Linked DNA regions of Gossypium hirsutum: region 2 is linked to region 1. A link is a contact called in public Hi-C data. All regions are on one chromosome and are shown on one strand. Each heading gives the region's core, a stretch centred on a gene start, on an enhancer-like site or on the middle of the called end of the contact. The rest is flanking DNA. Distances are from core to core; before and after follow the strand shown.

Region 1 (3,418 bases), core at 68-2,567:
ATGGTGTTAATAAAAAATAAACACCTAACACATGACACTATTAGAATGCGCTACGTCAATCTTCTTTTATTTTTTATTATTATCTATATTGTATTGACTTAAAAAGTAAAAAGAAATAATATATAAATAATTAAAAAAATATAAATATAAATGTTAAAAAGTCATAATAATATATAATTTTAAATTTTTATAAAAAATGAAAAAATATTTAAATTTTATAAAATTAAAAAAAATTAAAAAATATATATTGTACAAAATTTTTAATGAATTTTATTTTTATTTCAAAATTCTAAATTTTAAAATTTCAAAAAATAGAAAAAAATTAGTTAAAAAAAGCTTAATGTTTAGAATTTGAAAAAGTTTAAATTTAAAAATTGAAAATAAAAAAATATAAATTTAGAAATATATATTTTAAAAAATATATGGAAATATTTAAAGCATTATTATTATTTAATTACTCCTAAGTAAAAATGATTTAATATATTATTTTGGCGGCTTTTGTAAGTGCGATGACGATTTGAATCTTTTAACATAGTGCTGTTTTCGCTTTTGATTTTCAAGGATTTGATTGATTTTTTTAATTATCATTATCTAATTATTGTATGATGATAACTTATCTTTTAATTTATAAATAAATAAAATATATTTCATCCACAATGTGCTTAATTAATGTTCAACCAAAACTTTACATTTCTCCACTTGCATATATGGAGAAAAAGAATAAAAAATAATTGTTGATGGACGAAATAATGGCCCCCTTCATCATGTCGTTTATAAAGCAAGTCTCCTTGCCACTGTCTTCCTCTAATTTGTGACTTCTTTAAATTTTTTTGTATAGGTATGTGATGATACCATAAATATATGGTGAAATTATGAATCATATTATGTTTTATTTTCATTTAAAAACTAAGTAAATTAATTCCTATATGTTAGTATTACGTGAAATTAGCTATTTATTTCGTCAGTCACATCAATTTTTAATAATAGAAATGAATTAAATTTTATTTTTAATTTACTTCTAAGAAAGAGATTTCTATAATACATATACGGTGAAACTTGTTGAGATAAAATTACATGATACGTGAATAACAAGTAATAATGACACTCTCTTGCTTGATAAAACATATTTAATAAGGGTATTAGCTTAACAAAGTGTGTTGTTTACCTAGCAAAACAACAAACCTCATTTTGTGAAGAATTATTCTCCAAAGCATTTATTTTTCGTATGTATTTTTGGTAGGGTCCAATGCCCCAAAGGTACATAGTAGGAAATTTCTTCACAAGTCACATGACTAAGTGACACAATGTCTATCAATCTTTCAAGAGTATAGCCAATTATTTGGTCCCATTCCTAACCCTGCCATTGCCACGTATCCCACATGATATCATAATCCATAGATATCAATTATGGTACTTACATTTTTTTTATTGGTCCTATTTTATAACTAATTTCATTAATTCTTGGGAACTTACTTACCTTTAAGAAGAAATCCCAACCTACTAAGGGATATAATGGAAATTCCATATCTTAGGGTTTTTTTAATTTAATATTATATAACAATAAAACAAACTTGTGTTTGGTTAACATCGCAATCTACATGTGATTAATTTAAGTGGTAGGAAAGAATCTTTTAGAATAAGTTTTTCATCAAGCATCAATGATTAACTTTTTTTTATTTTTATTTTCGGACTTTATCTTTAGTCAAAAAAATGGTGGATGAAGTCATATGGTTCACAATTATTATTTTAACTATTTATGTTAGAGGACAAAATAAAAATAATTAAAAAAAAGTGGGGTACGTTTTAGAAAATTGAGTCACGAATTTCATGAGTTGCTTTTTGTTTAAGAAATAGAGATCTTGAATGAGATATTTTTTACTACTTCCAAATTTTGACAATGACAATGGAAATTTCTTACCCTTGTATCATATTTTAAGATATGTAAGTTTCCCCTCACTTATTTTTCAATAAACAAAAGTTCTAGGGCATTTAATATTAAAATCTGGTTCAATCAATCTATACTAACTTTTGGATCAACTGGTTCAATACTTTTCTTTGCACCGATACTTCAACCAATTCTCAATCCAACTAGTATGATTGGCCAGCCTAATTCAATTCAAACAACTTTGATTTTTATTTACTATCCAATAGCTATTTCTTTACATAAATCTCTTGAAATTCTTAAATTGCAACAAAACACATACTTAAGCACGTTTAAACTTACATTCGTTGAGCTGATTGAATCTTAGCTCGATTAGCATAAGTATTATTGTCAATGTAGGAGAATATGGGTTCGAGCGTGCTGAAGCGCATTATCCTCCTATTATGGGTTGGGGAGGGACTATGAGTAGTTTCAGGCATTGTGTTATAAATAACAGATATGATTAGAATCTATAATGAGATTGTTAAAAAAAACTTACATTCTTTTAGATATTATAATGGTAACAGTGCCAACTTGAGTTAAGACTTAATTAATCATTTTAAATTAAATGGATAAAATATTATTATTTCCAATAAATTATGTAAGCCAATCAATTCTTTTATTTTTTTTATACATATTACAATTTTACACCCCGGCTCTTACCTGGACCGCCCGTGAGCCATAGTACTGTTATTTTGTGTTCCTCAAGCAACAATGATAATTACTAATAACATTCGAGTTATTTTGTGTTCCTAAAGCAACAATAAATTATATTGTGAGAATATTTGGTTTATTGGTTAGAGTTTCATGTAACATTAATAAATAATAATATAATATATTGTTATTAAAAAATACTCAAGAATTTATAAATAAATATTAATAATTTTAATTAGACATAATTAACAAATAATTAATTATATCTTAAACCGTAAATTTTAAACTTGAAAACATAAATTTTGAATACCAAATCTTAAACTCTAAACTCAAAAACTATTATTATTTCAAAATATGGAACTGACAAATTAAGAGTCAAGAGAATGCTCACTCCCTCACCACTAAAATTGTGTTATGATAATTTCTCTATTTAAAGTGTTGGCAATTTATTGAATGGTTTTTATGGGCAATGCCGAATATTTTGATGATATCTAACACATCATTGAAGATCATATCATACTAGAAGATGTATTTTGGAGATTGGATCGAATTGGATCACCCAAGTCAATCCTTGAATTGTGGATATTTGATTGGATTGTAACTTTGATTAGCTGCCAAGGGTTCATATTTATACTATTTGTTATTATTATATTGTATTAAACTAATTTTATTGTTTTTTTAGTGGGATTATGATACGTCTTCTTATGTTAGCAAGTTTCGAGATAATTTATTCCATTGAGAAACTTGTATAGATTAATGTATAGAGAAAATTAAGCACTTAATGTGTTCTAGTGATGAATATTATTGTATGAATGCATCTTGATAGTAAAACATTGGTGTTTC
Region 2 (3,252 bases), core at 258-2,757, 75 kb before region 1:
CATTTGGTTGAATTGGCCCACAATCAGCCCCTCCCTCACCACAAGCATAATCCAACCCCTCCTGCAGCTCCTCCGCCTCAGCGTTGGGGCTCGCCATGCACCAGGTCTGCCCTGACGTCGCCTTTGACACTCCTCCCCAGTTGTTCACAGGCGCCGTCTGATTCACGTTGCTCGCCGGTGGTGACTGGTTACCATTCAGCCCCTTTTGTGATAACGGTATGTTATATACCCTTTGTTCATTAGGGTAAAATAACCCATAGTTTCTCTCTGATGTCGGACCTGGTTTTTGGTTCTCGTTAAACAAAGCAAATATGTATACATTAAGTGGATCGTTGGGTCTCAAAGGGGTTCCATTTCCGGTCAAAACTCTTCGTACTAAGTTACCATTATACGCCGCCGCGTTGTCTTGGCTTGCACCAACTTCAGCCGCATCCCCGGCTGAAGGCCACCCTGTCTCCGTCACCACCAACTTTAAGTCATCATATGTAAGAGCCGACATGGCGGCATAAACGGCGTCGACTTGAGCTTCGAAAAGGCTTTTGTATCTCAACCCGTTACCCGAATCAACCACCCCGGGATTGTCTTTGAACAAAGAGTAGTCGAGTGAGATTGTTTTACTGTTATCTTTGTATGCGAAGAAAGGATAAACATTGACCATGAGGTAGGACCCGGTTTCTCTCAAGAAATCCAACATGGGTATAATCGTAGATTGTACCTGGTTCGTTTTGAACGAACCGGCCGATGCAGGGTACGAGTTTCCCAAGCAACTGATAGCAACAGGGGATGAGACTTTGATGTTGGAATCCAACTTTAATTTAACCAGTGAAGCCTGGATGGTTTTCATGGCGGGTACAACGAATTTTGTCGTGTCAGTTATATTCTCCGCGATAACTTCGTTTCCGATAGCTATGGCTTCGATCTTCGTTGCAGGGTAGTACTTAGCTATGTTGGCTTGAACCCAACCGTCGGAAAATGACTGATCATTGGCCGCCGAGGCGAGCTGTTCGTTCGGAAGACAGACAACCACGCTGATCCCCGAGTTTGCCAAAGCTGTTAGGACCGCAGAGTCGCTATCGAATATCTTCACTTTCGCCACGCCCTGTGATTTCAACAGTTGCACGACTTTGTCCGGTGGTGGCAAGTTGTCGGCCACTCGACCATAGTTAATCCCAACCGAACCAGCATCTGCAAAAATGAAAAGACAAAACATTGAGTTCTACAGGGATTGAACTTTGAAGTTCATATATATATATACCTGAAACAGCAATGGCTGAAAGGAAAAGAATGAGAAAGTTGAAAAAAGATAGGGAAGCCATGCCCTGTTCTTGGGAAGGAATACCAAATCTAATGATAGAGAAAATGGGGAGTTTAAACGTAGTTATATATAGTTTGGATTGAAATCCAATGGAAGCCACCAATCTAACCCTTTTCTCGCTACTATTTTTAGGTTAGTTTTACATGAGTCGACATACTGTTTCTCCGTTTCATTTTACATCAGTAATAGTAGTTCACTTACGTCGGATCTCATCCATGAATTGTGGAAGTTAAGTTAGCTCCCATTAGCAGCAAGGACCTATGATCATAGCCACACATCATAAGCCAATTACAAGATTGTTAACCTCATGTTTTACATTGATGATTACGGAAGTTGGGAGTTTTACTTAAAAAGCTAGCTCTCCTCTTAAATTCGTAGGTTGAGTTGACAACCAATTGATGTTTGGTTTTGTTATAGGATCAAATTGGAGTAAATTCCTCTAAAAATCATTAATGCGGTTGGGAAGTGACAAGTTTTTGCTATTCCAAGTTAACTATTTTGCCTATCTTCATTCCCAATAATAATAATAATAATAATAATAATAATAATAATAATAATAATAATAATAATAATAATAACCAACCATGTTGGGTGGGTCAGTTGGTAAGGAAATGAATTCAATTTTTATGAAGAACATTCAATGTGAAATTTTACGTAGGTACAAATTTAGTTTCCATACTACAAGATGATTGTAACTTTTCTTAGTCACAAAGATTTCACTTGAAAATCATGTTTGTTTTTTAACGTTTTCCTTCATTTTGATTTAGGGTGTAAAAATGTACTATTATTAATTAAAGCAAGAGTCTAACCAAAGTTTCATCTTATATATATACTTAAAATAAGTTTAATGGAGTTTATACCATAATCATAAAGATTATGTTTTACCATACATATTGCAAAAAAGGTGAAAAATTACAGGTCAAGCCATTGGTAGTATAGGAAGATAATATCATGATTTGTTGCCCACCCCATTACCTATATATATATATATATTTGGTAGACTTTGTATCCATTAATGGGTTTATACTATCACACTAGCTAACAAGTCTTCCAATTTCACATGATTGATTCAACCATTTATTTCGTTTGTAAATATATATAAATAATTTTTTAGAAATATATTTTTAAATAAAGGATATATGTTTTAAATTCTATGTAACTTCTCTTTTAATTTTAAATTTAAATCCAAATTTAAACTTGTTTTTTTACAAGAGTTCAAAATTTTGGCAACCCAATTCCCATCTTAACAGCCATAATAAAGAGAATGAATTTGGATAAGATTTTTTTAAATAATAATAAAAAAGAGAGTATGTTTTCAATTTCGTCTTCAAGTTTGTAGAATATCAAATTTCCAATATGGAAAGGACTAAGATAAGATAAGAGCTGCAATTTGCATATAGCACTCCACTTTCGGCGTGAAAATATTTGTAGGGGGTGTTTATTGGTTAAATTGAGTGTATTAATTGATAGGTTTTTGAAAACTTTTTCCCAAGACTTTGTCCAATTTATTGGTATTTAAGTTTTTTTTATTACTTATAAAACTTTTTTATATATAAGGATTGAATGTGGGAGTTGTTTAAGAATCAAATTTAGAATATAATTGAATATTTGAATATATTATTCTATGCGAGTTAAATTGGTTTAACTCATAATTTATTCTCAACTTTTAAATCGAAAGGAAAACGTATTTAATCGCATTCGAATTTATATCCTCCTTAATTGTTGCAATAATAACGATGATGACTTAGCTAAGACTCAATCGACATATGTACTGTTGGGGATCGACTTGTATATGCAATGAGAAAATAAAAGTAAAAGTAGAGAAGATCAAATACAAAAAAATATTTACATGGAAAAATTCCTCCAAAGAAGAGAAAAAAAACCACGAGTAAAAGAGACTTCACTAAATGAGCAAAAATTAAAAAAGTACAAGATGA

What was found. Hi-C and Micro-C count contacts between places; a contact is called where the count stands out from the background.
Region 2: a Hi-C map of leaf shows a contact between it and region 1, with 2.1 times the contacts expected there. The contact joins the promoter of LOC107920932 here to the enhancer-like site in region 1. A contact is called at or near these places in 7 of 34 Hi-C or Micro-C datasets (all in leaf).

Annotation. Positions count from the first base shown.
Region 1 is chrD01:10,876,085-10,879,502 of Gossypium_hirsutum_v2.1, reverse strand. No RefSeq gene overlaps it. Among protein-coding and RNA genes, the nearest start is that of LOC107921993, 21 kb to the left of the region's middle. Within about 2 kb of position 1,317, at least 5 of the 9 cell types and tissues checked have an H3K27ac peak or open chromatin away from gene starts, as enhancers often do. A contact at or near this core is called in leaf, where this site is marked.
Region 2 is chrD01:10,951,141-10,954,392 of Gossypium_hirsutum_v2.1, reverse strand. It overlaps LOC107920932 (glucan endo-1,3-beta-glucosidase 7), which reads right to left and starts at 1,507. Exons shown (of 3, transcript XM_016850766.2): 1 at 1,256-1,507; 2 at 1-1,185. The coding sequence starts at 1,316.